2 separate regions of the Siniperca chuatsi genome follow, and region 2 is linked to region 1. Evidence: chromatin contacts called from public Hi-C data. All regions are on one chromosome and are shown on one strand. Each heading gives the region's core, a stretch centred on a gene start, on an enhancer-like site or on the middle of the called end of the contact. The rest is flanking DNA. Distances are from core to core; before and after follow the strand shown.

What was found. Hi-C and Micro-C count contacts between places; a contact is called where the count stands out from the background.
Region 2: a contact with region 1 is called in a Hi-C map of liver, with 1.8 times the contacts expected there. The contact joins the promoter of psmd1 here to the enhancer-like site in region 1. A contact is called at or near these places in 2 of 3 Hi-C or Micro-C datasets (liver and skeletal muscle).

What each region holds. Positions count from the first base shown.
Region 1 is chrLG6:13,980,508-13,987,666 of ASM2008510v1, reverse strand. It overlaps psmd1 (26S proteasome non-ATPase regulatory subunit 1), which reads left to right. Exons shown (of 25, transcript XM_044201085.1): 24 at 970-1,135; 25 at 3,526-3,737. The coding sequence ends at 1,116. Among protein-coding and RNA genes, the nearest start is that of htr2b, 7.5 kb to the left of the region's middle. Within about 2 kb of position 4,271, the one cell type or tissue checked has an H3K27ac peak away from gene starts, as active enhancers do. A contact at or near this core is called in liver, where this site is marked.
Region 2 is chrLG6:14,020,010-14,027,168 of ASM2008510v1, reverse strand. psmd1 (26S proteasome non-ATPase regulatory subunit 1) reads left to right here and starts at 2,459. Exons shown (of 25, transcript XM_044201085.1): 1 at 2,459-2,656; 2 at 3,466-3,509; 3 at 4,185-4,258; 4 at 4,751-4,920; 5 at 5,206-5,414; 6 at 5,733-5,876; 7 at 6,642-6,868. The coding sequence starts at 2,641. It overlaps LOC122878366, which reads left to right. Exons shown (of 6, transcript XM_044201093.1): 5 at 280-393; 6 at 1,073-2,034. The coding sequence ends at 1,167.

The DNA of each region.
Region 1 (7,159 bases), core at 3,022-5,521:
TTACATTAATATGAAGTTTCCTGTCTTTGATTCTTCATTGGAGCTGAAACTCGACTTTTTAGTTTTGTTTAGAAGAAACCACATCAAAACCACACAGTACACATTTGTGACCTTTCACTTTAGAATAAATGAAACCTCTCACATCCAGTTTTCCCCCTCAAAATTTCTTATTTGTCCACACTTGTTTACTTGATTTACGGTTGTACCATTATATCAAATTGAAATATTGTATATATTGTGGATTGTGCATCATTACATTTCTTGTAACATCTTTGGAAGACTGAGTGTCTTCACATGGATTTAAAATACATTTCTGGGGGTGCGAACAAGCCTGCATTACCAACTAACCAAAGCGGGCCACTGCCCCTGGACCTCAGACCCTCAGGGGGCCTGGCTGCTCCACGTTCACCGCAATACTGCATGCACCACATAAACTGAAATGATAGGGGCCTTACATGCATAACCGTGAGATTCCGTCTTGTAGAAGGGCCCTGAGTTAAAAACTATTTTTAGAAATCTAGTTTTAAAGCCTTTTATTATCTATCTCTTACTATGCTCTTCATGAATAAAGTTGTGCTTAATCAAGTTACCACAAAATAATTACTAACTAATGCACATACAGTCCACAGAAAAGTGGGAGAAATGGCAGGGTTCATAGGGGGTTAGAGTACTTAAAGGTAAAGAGAGGAAATTTGTCACAACCATAAGAATTTCCTCTTTAATTGTGCTGCGCCATCTGCTTTCTGCTTGGTCATTGTAGTTTATCCAAACCGTAGCACTCTGTGAATGCTGAGCTCAGTTTCTTTCCAGCTATTACATAAGCATCCTTGTCAAGAATGAAGAGTGAGACGCGAACAAATACAAAGCAGCTTGTTCTGTTGACCTTGAGCAAGGATACTTTTGCCATAAATATCTGTAGTATATCGGCAAGTGTTGACACTCAACCTGATTTTTCATGTCTGTCACCAGCTCCATACAGGCGGGATCATCATAATGAGGGACACCAGTGAGGAGGAGGAGGAGCTGGTGGAGCCCGTCTCTGCGCACGGCCCCAAAATCGAGGAGGAAGAGCAGGAACCAGAGCCCCCCGAGCCCTTCGAGTACATCGACGAGTAGAAATGCTCTCACAGCAAAGGTATGCTCACAGAAATTATTCCTGAGCCTTGTTATTCATTCATAACTTAAGCAAACCTGAAGTGTCTGCTGATATTCACCACACTGGTCTCGTTTCCACATTTTTTGGCACAGAGAACATGGCTGCTGTTAAACTGTCTGTCCCACCTCAAATGTTTTTGAACTTTTAAGGTTTAAATCAACGAATCTAAACTAAATGCCTACAGAGCTCTTAAGTACCATTTATGTATGACATTTCATTTCTTAAATGTGTTTTTAATAGACATTTTGTCCTTACAGAGGTGGGGAGACCTGAATCTGCCTTAATTTTCAATTTATAATTTCCTTCTACTAGGTTTTTAAAAGTCATACATCTAAGTTGAAGCTAGCAGACCCAGATGCCACAATAGCATTTGTTTCACAACTAGCAAATCAAACTATTGGACAGAAGTATGGTAGCGTGGCTGCTCGCAGTGTGAAAGTACACTTAAAGTTACATATTATAATACTATGTCACTGATCTGCAGACAACACCTCTACGCACTTCCACATAGCTGTCGGGCCATTTTTTATAGTAAGTAACGTTATGTGATAACACAATGCAGGTCTGTACTGTTGTTTCCAAGCCTAACCCAGTTTCAGCCATCACTGACACTGAGGAATGTAAACACCACTGCCATCTCCAAACGCCAGCTCAGAGGGCAAACCTTCTGCCTGCACTCGCCAATGAAGCGGGATGCTTAATGATTCCTGGCTGCTTGTTGTGTTTGTGTTGGATTGGCTGCAGCCTGCCTCCGATGTAGGAGCTCGCTGTTGCGTGTGATGAGACAGATGAGGTGTCAATGACCAAATTAGGGCCTCTGTGCATACTATGTCATCTCTTTATGAGGTTCAAGTGCGGTGTGACAGATTAAACACTGCAGAGATCACTGTCAGACTGACTTCATGGCCGAGGTTTGTGTGCCAGAGACAGCACGGCGTCCAAGTGGTTAGAGTGACCGAGCCGTTATGGAAGATCACAGGTTTGATGCCCAGAAAAGAAATGTTTTAAGTCGCAGCAGATTGAGCAAATCTGTTCCACTGATTGCATGTTTTATGGTCCTTAAGCCCCTAAATAGTCATGCTCCACCCACTCAGGTTTTTTCACTTCATCTACCTGATAATAGCTCTTGTCAGGGCTGTTTTGTGGTGTACAGACTGGGCTTAACTTGTTAGTTCAAACAAACATGGACCACAAGTGTGTGGATTGTGATGGTTGGGGCAGAACTGGTGCAGTTCTTCATTCACAGTTTACTTTTTTTTTTTTTTAAATACTTTGAGATATAATATAAACTATAGACACTGTTTTACAGCAGACAATTAATAACATTAATAATGGCTAACAACTAAGCCCACCTGGGCTTTTCCTGCTATGACAAGTTAAGAGGTGTGCTGTCAACCAGATGTTGCAACATCATCTTGAGTTTTTGGTGCCTTAAATCTGTCTGGACTGTGTAGCGTGTACATACGGTACATTGGACACACACTTTTTTGTTTTGTTGTAAGGGTAGATCATAAAAATCAGCCTGCACCTTTTTGGTCATCGCTTTTATCTGTTTTTTGACATTTACTTATTATTTTGTAGCTGGTTAAGCTGCTAAATTATTATTTTTTATTTAATTTTATTTATGGTCTTTAAGTTACAAAATAATAATAAAGATGAATTCAATTCAAAACTCCACAGCTGACACAATGCACACTCAAAGACCTTCAATGAAGAACTTTCATCAAAACAAAGACTTCATTCTCTTAAATAGATTATATACCATTGTTGCTGACAGTGAGTTTTTAAATTGATTAAACCATCTTATCCAGCAGATACAATACGGTCATTCTGTGCGGTGGCAGCTATTCAGCATCTAATGTTTCTACTGTGTTTGTACCCTACTGGACATGTGGCACCTGTAAACTGTAATGTAATGCCACGTTCATGTCATTTCATATTTACCATATTTAAGAGTTTGATTTGTAAAAATGTCAACATCAAAGTCGTAATTATGACTGGGAAACTGTTTCTGAAAGCTCCGATATCTCTGACTTGGCGCTCAATAATGCACAAGTGTCTGAAAACCAAACAAACATGGATTCCACATGTCAGCCAAAGTCTGTCATTAATGCTAAGTAAACCAGATTAATAGGCAAACTATTCTTAACCCTCAGTCTTGAGTTGTCTGATGATGTGAACTTCTGCTAGTCGTAAACATGGGAATCTCTCTACCGTCCATCCTTTGACATGAATGTGGCGTAAAAACTTTTTATTGGTCCTCTGCAGCTCAGTGGGTGGAGCACGGCGTTGTCCTAACAAGGACTGTGGTATTTGGATTGTTAAAATGAAGTAAATCACCTCTAAGCGTTGTTTTTTTCTCTCCTCAGGCATCAGGAGAAGTCAGATCCCAGCATGTCGGTCCAGCGTTGTCTCTTCCCCCCCACCCCTGTGCATCCATCTATCCATCCACCTCCCCGCTTCACTTCCTCTTTTACACGTTTCTTTCCTGTTCTGGCTCCTCATTTGTCAGACAGGGAATGTTTTACATTCTCAAATTGTATAATTTTCTGTCCGTACAATAAAAATGATGTATATTGGAGAATGTGTGTGTTTATTTGAGTGGATATTTCACCAGGCGTGCATTGAGGGAATTTCTCTAATCCCATACATTTAGACTGGTTTACATTTTCAGCACTCAGCAGCAGCCACTACAGTCTGCCCAGCAGTCTCTCTGTACAGTGAGCTGAGTCTACTGTATACATATTATACAACTCTGGGTGGTGGGGGAGGAGTGTGCCTGAAGGAAAATAACTTTCTGGGTGTCTAGAAGGTCAAAAGTCAGGAAAACTATGAAAATCTGCCCTTAAGTACTAAAATGTATGAAGAGAAAACTAACTCTGTTTGGTCACTTTAACTTTATCTTTTCTTGTTTACTTTCACTTCAGATTGATTCAGTCAGTTTTGTTATCTGAGACTTTCTGTCAACTGAAACTGAAACGTTTGTTTATGCAGTTCTGATTCTAAGAATACAAAGTTAATCATGTGTTTGTGGTCTTTTTTGTAAGCACAAATCATTAACACTTCAGAATTATTTTCTAAACTTTTAATTGAGCTGACCTGGCTGTGTACTATTTAACGCTTTGATTAAAATCAAATAGAGCCAAATCAACTTTTTTTTAAACAGAGTCAACAGTGAGCAGTGAAAGCCTTCCCCCCTTTTTTTTTTTAAAGAAAAAAAAAAAACCTCTCCATGTAGGGAAAAGAGGATGTTTGGCACATTTGGAGAAGTGCCAAACACGAGCGGACTTTTTTGTAACTTATCTACGCCATGTAGTGGCAAATAGAGATGAGTGCACCATTCTTGTGATAGTGCATTGAACTGGTATCAACATAGCATAACAGCTGTGGGTATTTAGTGGTAACCAAGACTGGTCGACCATGGATGAATTTACCAAAGAGGCCTACAAAGAACCAGTCCTGAGGGGACTGGGGGGCTTAAACCAAAGCGTCTGTACAGCACATTTATGTTGCAGCCGTTTGCTAAATTCCTTTTCCCCCTCATCAGTCTACACTGAATACCCCATACTGACAAAGTGAAAAGAGGATTTTAGAAAGTTTTTCAGATTTATAAAAAAAAAAAAACTAAAATATGACATTGACAAAAGTATTTAGACCCTTTGCTATGACACTCGAATTTGAGTCCACCTGTGGTAAATTAAATTGATTGGATGTGATTTGGAATGGCACACACCTGTCTATATAAGGTCTCACAGCTGACCATGCACATCAGAGCAAAAACCAAGCCATGAGGTCAAACGTCCTCCCTGCAGAACGCAGAGACAGGATTGTGTCGAGGCACAGATCTGTTTTCGCTTTGTCATTATCGGGTATTGAGTGTAGACTGATGAATTTTAGCATAAGGCTGCAATATAACAAAAAGTGAAGGGGTCTAAATACCTTCTGAATGCACTTTGTTTGCAGCAGAATAATTCATCCCAAAGAAAATATAACCTGTTTCCTATAATATATTTTGGTAAAGCGTCCTGTAGTATTTTATATAATATCTTTGGAGAGGAGTTTCAGTGTGGAGCTGAATCTTTGGAAAGCAGTTAAGACAACTTCTCTTCATCTCCAGTGAACAAAACACTGGGGTTCAGGAGGGGGTGCAGGATGGATGTTGGCCTGGTGTGAGGGGGGCGCCCATTGTCTGATACTCCGTCCTTGACCTTTCTCATCATAAAAGCACCAAGAGACTTGAACAGCATTAGACAGAGTTCATTTTGTTTATGCTTGTTGAAGTACGTAGTGATGCCTCTTTTATTTAGAGTAATGTCAAAATCATTCCATTAGGTTGCCCAAAGGCGTCTGGACAGTCTGGCACATTAACTGTAAAAGTAACTGGGGTGAAGACACGATATATTAATGATGCACCTTGTACATTATCAAGACTCAGGTCTCCTTCAGCTCATTAGTTGCATGTTCACATGTCATCAGTGGTGGAGGAAGTATTCAGGTCCTTTACTTAAGTAAAAGTACTAATACCACACTGTAAAATACTCTGGTACGTATGTACGTAAGTAAAAGTCCTGCTTTGAAAATGTTACTTAAATAAAAGTATGTAAGTATAATCAGGAAAATGTAAAGTATTAAAAGTAAAACTACTCAATGCAGAAAGATTTCCTGTGACTGTTACACTATTATATAATTAGATTATTATTACTCATGCATTAATGTAAAAGCAGGATTTTACTGTTGTAGCTGGCTAAGGTTGAGCTTATTTTGAACTATTTTGTATCAGACTGCAACTAATGATTATTTTCACTATGGATTAATTGATTATCGATTGATTGTTTGGTTTGTAAAAATTCAGAAAATAGTGAGAAATGCCATCAGAAATAATTGAAAGGAAAAGCAGCAAATCTTCACATTTGAGAAGTTGGAACCATGAAATGTTAGTTTGTGACTTAATAATTATCAAAATAGTTGCCAATTAATTTTCTGTCAATCAGCTAATTGATTAAACGACTGTACTGTAGCTGTACTTGTATATAACTCTGGGTAGTTTAATTTATAACAAAACATATTTTATAAACTTTTCATATGTTTTGTGTGTAAAAATCTTAATTTGTAAAGTAACTATTCACTAAAGCTGTCAGATAATTGTAGTGGAGTATAAAGCACAATATTTCCCAGAATAGAAGCAGAAAGTTGCATGAAAAGAAAAGAATCAAGTAAAGTACAAGTACCTCAAATTTGTACTTAAGAACTGTACTTGAGTAAATGTACTTACATTCCACCACCGCATGTCATGTATGTCCTTAAGTGTGTCAGCAATGACACAAGAGTCTTAATTTGAATCAAAAATGGAGTACAGTTGGTATCTTCATACTAAATGCCCATTATGTTCATTAAACCTGTTTTTGGTCGTTGTAATTGTTTCTCCTGTCAGCTGAAGCTAATATGAGGTAGTTAAAAATCTTCCAAAGTTAGTCGCTGTAGTCTTAAATTCCCTCTTTGCACTTCTACTCCCTCCCTCTTTGTTTTTCCTTTCTGAGCCGCAGCAGAGGGATAGTAAAACAAAGTGTGAATTTAGTTTGTAACTTTGATGTCCACTTTATTTGTCTAACTCAGGCTGCTGAATGCTGAATGCAGTTTTGCACAGAACAAGGACTGTGGTTTTTGTCGCCCATCTCTTGTACAGACACTGCTTTAAAGGGGAACTCCACCTATTTTACACATGAAGTTCAGTTTACTTGTTGCAGGGAGTACTAAACAGCCAGTTGTATAATGCCTTCATTTAGGAGGCAGAGGGGTCATAATGAAAAGACGCAAACAATTTGCATTATGGGAATTGTAGGATCCAGAGTTTTTGGAGCTTGACCCATACTAGTAATGGAGTAGTGGACTAGTAATAGACACTTATAAGCGAGAGTATCAGTTTGAATATTAAACATCCAAAAATCCAACTATCCGCCTTAAAATAGACTCAAGACTGCAGCAGAAATTTTTTTTGTGGTTTTT
Region 2 (7,159 bases), core at 1,210-3,709, 41 kb before region 1:
TATATAATACTTTTATTTATGATAAGATCATTGTAAACTCGTGAATGAGCACTGTCACAGTGCAAGTTCCTGCAGGAATATTTGGCAAACACTGTCGTGACTTGTTAGTGCACTCCACCATGCAGGTCAGTCCATGACATTCACAAGACCACACATTTGTGCACACATTTTTCTTCCCAGGCATGGCTGCAAAGACCTGGGAACAAAAGGAGCATTCATGAAACAATTAGGCTCTTAGATAAGCTGCCAAATTGTTAAACGCTTATTATTGCCTTTCAGATAATACCAGGGATAGAGGGAACCCGCTTTTCTGGCCATTCCAATGTTTGTTCTGGCCTCAGAGAAGAGGAGCCAGAGGCCAGGCCAGCAACTCTTCAACCAGCAGGCAAAGAGGTAGCAGCATCGTCCCGAAGTTCAGTTTTACTGAGCTATACAGGAATTTCCAGTCCTACAGGATATTTTCTTTCAACTTTTCTTTTGTTCATCCATTCCATACACCATCTTAGTCCTGTTCAGGGTTCTCAGTGTACTGGAACCTAACCCAAAATGCACTACATGGGCAAAAGGTATGGATACAGGTTACCAGTCTATCACAGGGCCAACAGACAGACAAAGACATTCACACATTCACTCTTCATGGGCTTCTCTTTGGATCAGATTGCATGTAGTGATGATCAATAGTCACATATAGGGGGGAAAAAAGACCAGTTTATCCTCAAAATGCCAGAATGCAGTGTGGCTACAAAATATTTAGCATTTTGGTAAAACAGTGACTTACCCCCAACTCAGGAAATTCAGGAAATCACTGACTGAAGTTGAAGCACATAAGGCAAGTTGAAAGAAAAAAAAACTTAACAAGAAAATATTTTCTGGAATGCGTTGGCCATCAGATTGATCCTACACACAACAGTGTTGTCTGATAATGTGAAATAATTTATTTAGCCATGACTGACACCTTGTTTCAACACTTTGCATATATAGAGAGAGCAGAGAAATACTTGTGTTAATACAATTAACATCATGTTAATTTCATTAAACTCAAAGTAAATATGTTGGGGGGGGGGGTTTTCAGGTGACACTGGGAGTGTAGAGGAAAGCATCCCTCTGAAAACCAATGCCCTGTCTGCTGGACCTCCTGTGGAAGGAGAATCAGCTGGAGGCAGCTGATGTCATGACACATGATCTGTGGCTGGAGGCATATCACTGTAGACAATCCTGTTTTTACTGTGAAGAGAGAGTTAGCCTCATGGTGCTACAGAGCCTTACTACATGTTACAGTGATTATTCATGGTGCTCAATATTCCCACTGCTGAGCCAACATGATTCTCTCCCTGAAGCAATATGTGTGTATAAATGGTCAAATTTGTTGCCATCCTGCTGATTTACACCTTGTCTTTGATGTACAATGGTTAGTCACAAAGGGATTTTCTGTGTGTGTTTGGGGCTGATTTAAGTAACTGTTGATCAGTTAGTCAAAAGAACTATATCACATCATTTAACAACAGTTTTTCTTTTTTCTTGTTTTTTCTGGATATAGGCCTAGATATAGATGGGTCTGTTATTTTGGTACACGTTGAAACTGCAGTATGGCTAGGCTAGAAAGTTAACAGTAAAAGTACTGCTTTAACATGATGGTAGTAGCCTAGTCAAGCACAGGGCTGGATTACCAACTGGGCCCAGAACTCCAGTGGCCTCAAAAGCCCCAGGCTTGTTGTGTGTCATCTGGTTTGTGCTAATTTCATTGACAATTTATTTGAGAATATACATCACCAAAGCACAACATCAACTGACATAATAAGGTACTTAAGTGGGGTCCTGCTTCATTAATAGGGGCCCAGCAGCTTAATCCAGCCATGGTCAAGCAATGTGAATATTTTTTTTCGCTTTAATTTATTAGAATTGCGTTCCTTAGATGAGCGCTATTGACAATGGCATTATCTGTAACAGAAATTGATAAAACTACTTTTTACGTATGTATGTATGCTACTGGTATGTACATTTAAATAAATATGTAAATAAACACATTTAAGCGTGTGCGTGTGCAGCAGTGTTAAAAAGGACATTCTCTGCCTATCATTTCAACAGACTAAAAATAGGATACTGGGAGATTTGTTGGCAACTGGGTATACAGTACTTAATCACTGTCATATATTTTGTTATACTACTGGCATCACAGCCACATTGTACCTTCGATATCCATGAACATCGTCGTTTGAGACGTAAACTGTACAGAGGCAAAATAACTGATTCACGATAGGCCACTTTTAGAAAAGCCAGTCCATAAATCGGATACGTTCAATAACTGTATTTCCATAATTCCTTTTAAATGCAATGAGAACGCGTAATATAATATTCATTAAGATACTACGAATTGATCCGACCTACGAGGATACAATGGATAATATTACATTTCTGTGTATTTTTAATCAGGCTAAAAAGAGGCCAGCCAACTCGGTGGTCCTTTAGAAGGGGACTTGCGGTATTGGACAAAAAGAAGTTAGCGGGGGCTGCGTTTGTTTTACTGCAGTGCTTTTTCCACATACTACAGCTCTTTTATTTTCTTTATCTCCCTAAAAAAACACACGGAACTCCACCGTCGAACCAGGATCGTGGGGCTGAGGAGGGAATAAAGAGCCAATCATGATAACATCTGCCGGTGAGTCGTAGAAAGTGTTCTCATTTTGCTAGCCGTAACTTTAGCTATCTGCCATTGATTTAGCTGAGTCACACAGCTAATGTAGCAGTTGTCTGTCAGCCGTTAACCGGTGATAGCTAATAAATCCACCAAAATATTTTTCAGGAAGGAAGAACTCTTCGCAATGTGTCTGTGGTATAACTAGGCCACGATTTTATTCACTGCCCGGCTGTTAAAATATAGGATTTCGTAGTAAGTTCATTTAACGCTAATGCTAACAGTCTTGTACAACTCCTCAGTACAATGTAAGTTACAGAGTCCTAGCTATTCAGCTTTGATTATATGGTGTTCAAGTTTATGTTTACATAAACACAAGAATGGTTTTTCATCTTGGAAATAATTCCCAAAGAAACACGTGTTAAAATGATCACATCCCTTTATTCAGTTTTAGTCTCTTAATACGTCCTACTGTCAGTGTATTAGTTTTTTGCAAAACAGCTTATGATTTGACCATTGAACCTGTTCTTTCTGCTACGTTACAATGTTTTTAGCATCTGATTTTCCTGTTAGTTGTGGAGTTAGCTATAATCTGCAGGTGTTTTTATTAAATATAGTTGGTGTCCTAGTATTTGAATAATCCCACTTTAAACTTTAAATTTATTTTGAATGGGTAAACTTTTAATCAAATGCAACTGGAATCTAACGTCTGTTGATGAAGGAATTATTCTGAACAATTACTGTATTTGAATATGTAAGTCCTTAAACCCTCATGTTATATGTAACATGTTATATGGTAATTTTTTTTTTTTTTTTTTTTTTTTTTTTTTTAGCTGGAATTATTTCCCTCCTTGATGAGGAGGAGCCACAGCTCAAGGTAAGAACTGGTTGTAGAGTGGTGGACCAGGTGCCTGAAGATGGCTAGCTCCCATACAGAGATAATTTAACACCATTCAGAAGTGCACTCATTTTAGGACACTGGCTCCTCTTGAAATGTTTACTAAGGAGCCAGTTGTAAAGCCTTTTGTCATGCATGCAATACACCAAGCAGCTTATTTAAATACAACTTTAATTTCGAGAACTGTTTCACTCAATCACATTTGTTAAAGTACTATATGTCAGTTTGAAGAGTGGCTCTTGGAGGTTTCCTTAGAGGTTTGAAGTGTGGCATGATGTTCTCTCTCTACAGAAAAGGAGGCACATACAGTTGAAGGCATACAGTATTTATTGATCTGTCTGTACTGCATTTGCTTTCATTGGTTTGAATTCCAGTGCAAGATGGGCCATGGGATTTTATAATCGTGGTTGTAGTCAGCCTTCTTAAGAGCTAACGTTCTACAGTCTTCCAGTATAAGACTTGAGTGATGATAACACAGAAGTTCAAGCTCGATACTGACTGCACCTTGAACACGGCTTCCTTCATGGCCCCAAACTATGGAAGATATTGAGTAAATAAACTGGATCTCATGTAATGAAAAAATGCAGTGTGTGTCTGTTAACACAGAAATGTCATGTAAATAATGTATCTACAACATCTCTGTTTCACTTGCAGGAGTTTGCTCTTCACAAGCTAAACTCCATTGTGAATGACTTCTGGGCTGAAATTTCTGGATCAGTAGATAAAATGTAAGTATTATTGATGATCTTGGATACTATAACTGACATAAGAATGTTACATTAGGCAGCAATAACTTAAGCTTCTAGTTTCATTCTTTCTCTGTAGTCGGGTGAAACATTCACTTTAATTCAAAGTATACTAGTTGCGTGACAATATCACCTGCCTTACAAGTGGTGACACATTCAAGACAGTATTGATACACTAGATGCAGACGAAATGTAGCAGGGCAGTCCAGCGTGCAATGTGCCTCATAATCACAAGTAGAGTACTGAATGTTCTTCCAGCATGTATGATTGAGTAGAAGGTTTCTTAAGCAGATCTCTGCATCCTTCCTAATTTCAAAGTTTGCTGCTTTGTGGCACAAACTGCTCTGTGGGACAGAGAACATATCATTTAGATTTTATGATTTACATTCAATAGTGATTTAAAAAAAAAAAAAAAAAGATTTCTTGCTAGCCCAAATTTTCAGTCTTATGTAACCATCTGTTGTCTCCTCACAGCGAGGTCCTGTATGAGGATGAGACGTTTCGAAGCAGAGCATTTGCTGCCCTGGTGGCCTCTAAGGTTTTCTACCACCTCGGAGCCTTTGAGGAATCTCTGAACTATGCTCTTGGAGCTGGAGATCTCTTCAATGTCACTGATGACTCAGAATATGTGGAGACCATCATTGGTGAGTGAAAATACTTGACCTCATTTACCTGCGTCTTTAGTGTTATTGTGACATTTCTGTTGTTTGGATACTGCTGTGACACTGATACTTTTGCCAGTGTGAAGTAAATAACTTAAATGGAAAAAAAAAACATGTTTCTTACCTCCAGTTTACAAACCTACCAGGGCTTTCTGGTAGAGAAAGCCAATGAATTACATATGGGAATAAGATATTGACTTGAATTACATCATTGAATTCAGTGAAATGGAACCCCTCTTTTTATCCCTTTTATTTGTCTGCTGCTAGCCAAATGCATTGACCACTACACCAAGCTGCGGGTGGAGAATGCCGAACTGCCAGAGGACGAGGAGAAGAAAAGCATCGACCCCCGCCTCGAGGGCATTGTCAACAAGATGTTCCTGCGTTGCCTAGACGATCACAAGTACAAGCAGGCCATTGGCATCGCCCTGGAGACCAGGCGACTTGACATGTTTGAGAAGACCATCTTAGAATCGGTAAGCCGCTATTGTCATTCACAGCTGACTTAAGATTAGTTTGTTATAACATCTACTGCTAGCTTTAATACTCACTAGAATAACCCCAAGTCTAGTACAAGAGTCTAACATACTTTGCATGATAATGCCCCAAAACTTTGACAGAGTTTACGAGAATTACTTCATTTAAATACAGTAAATGTTTGTCCTGGTGAATTTTACAGTACATAACTTGTACAGTCCAGATTTTGATTACTGCTGTTGATTGTACAGAATTTGTTCTTCCTTGTTATGACATATGTTGATAATTCTTACTTTTTTCTTTCTCCTCTCATGCAGAATGATGTGAGTGGTCTCCTTGCCTACAGCCTGAAGGTGTGCATGTCCCTGATGCAGAATAAGAAGTTCCGCAATGAGGTGCTGCGGGTGCTGGTCAAGCTCTACATGAACTTGGAGAAACCTGATTTCATCAATGTCTGTCAGGTAACAATCAGATCCTCAAAAACACTGTATGCATCATCTCCCTGAATAACCTGACCAATGTAATGAATCCTTCCATCCTTCCTTCTTGTGATATATTGGTTCTAAAATGTTCTAATCAGTTTTAGTATTTAGTATAACATATTTTAGTATTTAGTATAACATATTTGATTTACTGAGTTTATATTTTCTCCAACACAAACCCTGGTTTGTAAGGATACTTTTAGGACACATTCTCTTTGCATTCAAGAAGTTAATCAACATTTTGATGTTCGGTGCTTTTTGAACCAGTCATTCAGCCCTAGTTTGTTGTCTGGGAATTTTATTATTTTATGTTCTTTTACACTTTGTGAATGTAATTTTTTGACTGCTTGCATTGTTTGATGTAGGTTTGGATATTTATTCTGCTGATGTTGCTGTTATATACACTCAGTTGCCAATTTATTAGATACACCTAGCTGAAACTATTGCAGTCTAATACAACAGCCCTGCAGGAAATCCTACCTTCATAAAGGTTATAATGTTTAGTTGTTTAAACTATTTTAGAGTGGTGTTGATTCAACTTTATGGTAATTTTCGAGGCTGTAGTTTGTGGTGCTGTTGAATTGTATGGCGTTATACTGACAGGTGTTTCTATTATTTTGGCCACCCCATTATATCAATGGGGGTAGGCTAAAGAATAGAAACACCTCTCCTAACAGAACAGACAAGTCAGAAAGTCAGAACCTAAAATCACTCTCCAATAATTTTTTCTCCTCACCTCTCTAGTGCTTGATATTCCTGGATGACCCGCAGGCTGTAAGTGACATCCTGGAGAAGTTAGTGAAGGAGGACAACCTGCTGATGGCCTATCAGATCTGCTTTGACCTGTATGAGAGCGCCAGCCAGCAGTTCCTCTCCTCTGTGATCCAGAATTTGCGGACCGTTGGAACACCTATCCCTGCAGTCCCTGGCTCTACAAATACTGGCACTGTGTCCACACCAGACAAAGACAGGTGGGCAGGGGAAGCGAGATAAAGACACACTAATACCTAGGCTGAAGCACTGGGTCTTGGTCATGTTCACAAAGGCTTAGGGACTTTTCACTGCTAATGGCTCTGATTTAAGCTTTAGAAAATGTCTTTTTAGACTTTCTATTAGGCTATGAGTTACTAGGAAAGTAACTAAAAACTCTCCAACTTTCCAATCATGGCATAAAAAGATTTATCTAAGAACACTGAACATTGAAAATACCAGTAGGACAAGTTCAGATAATTCAATGTCAGAATATTTAGGATTGAGCCCTA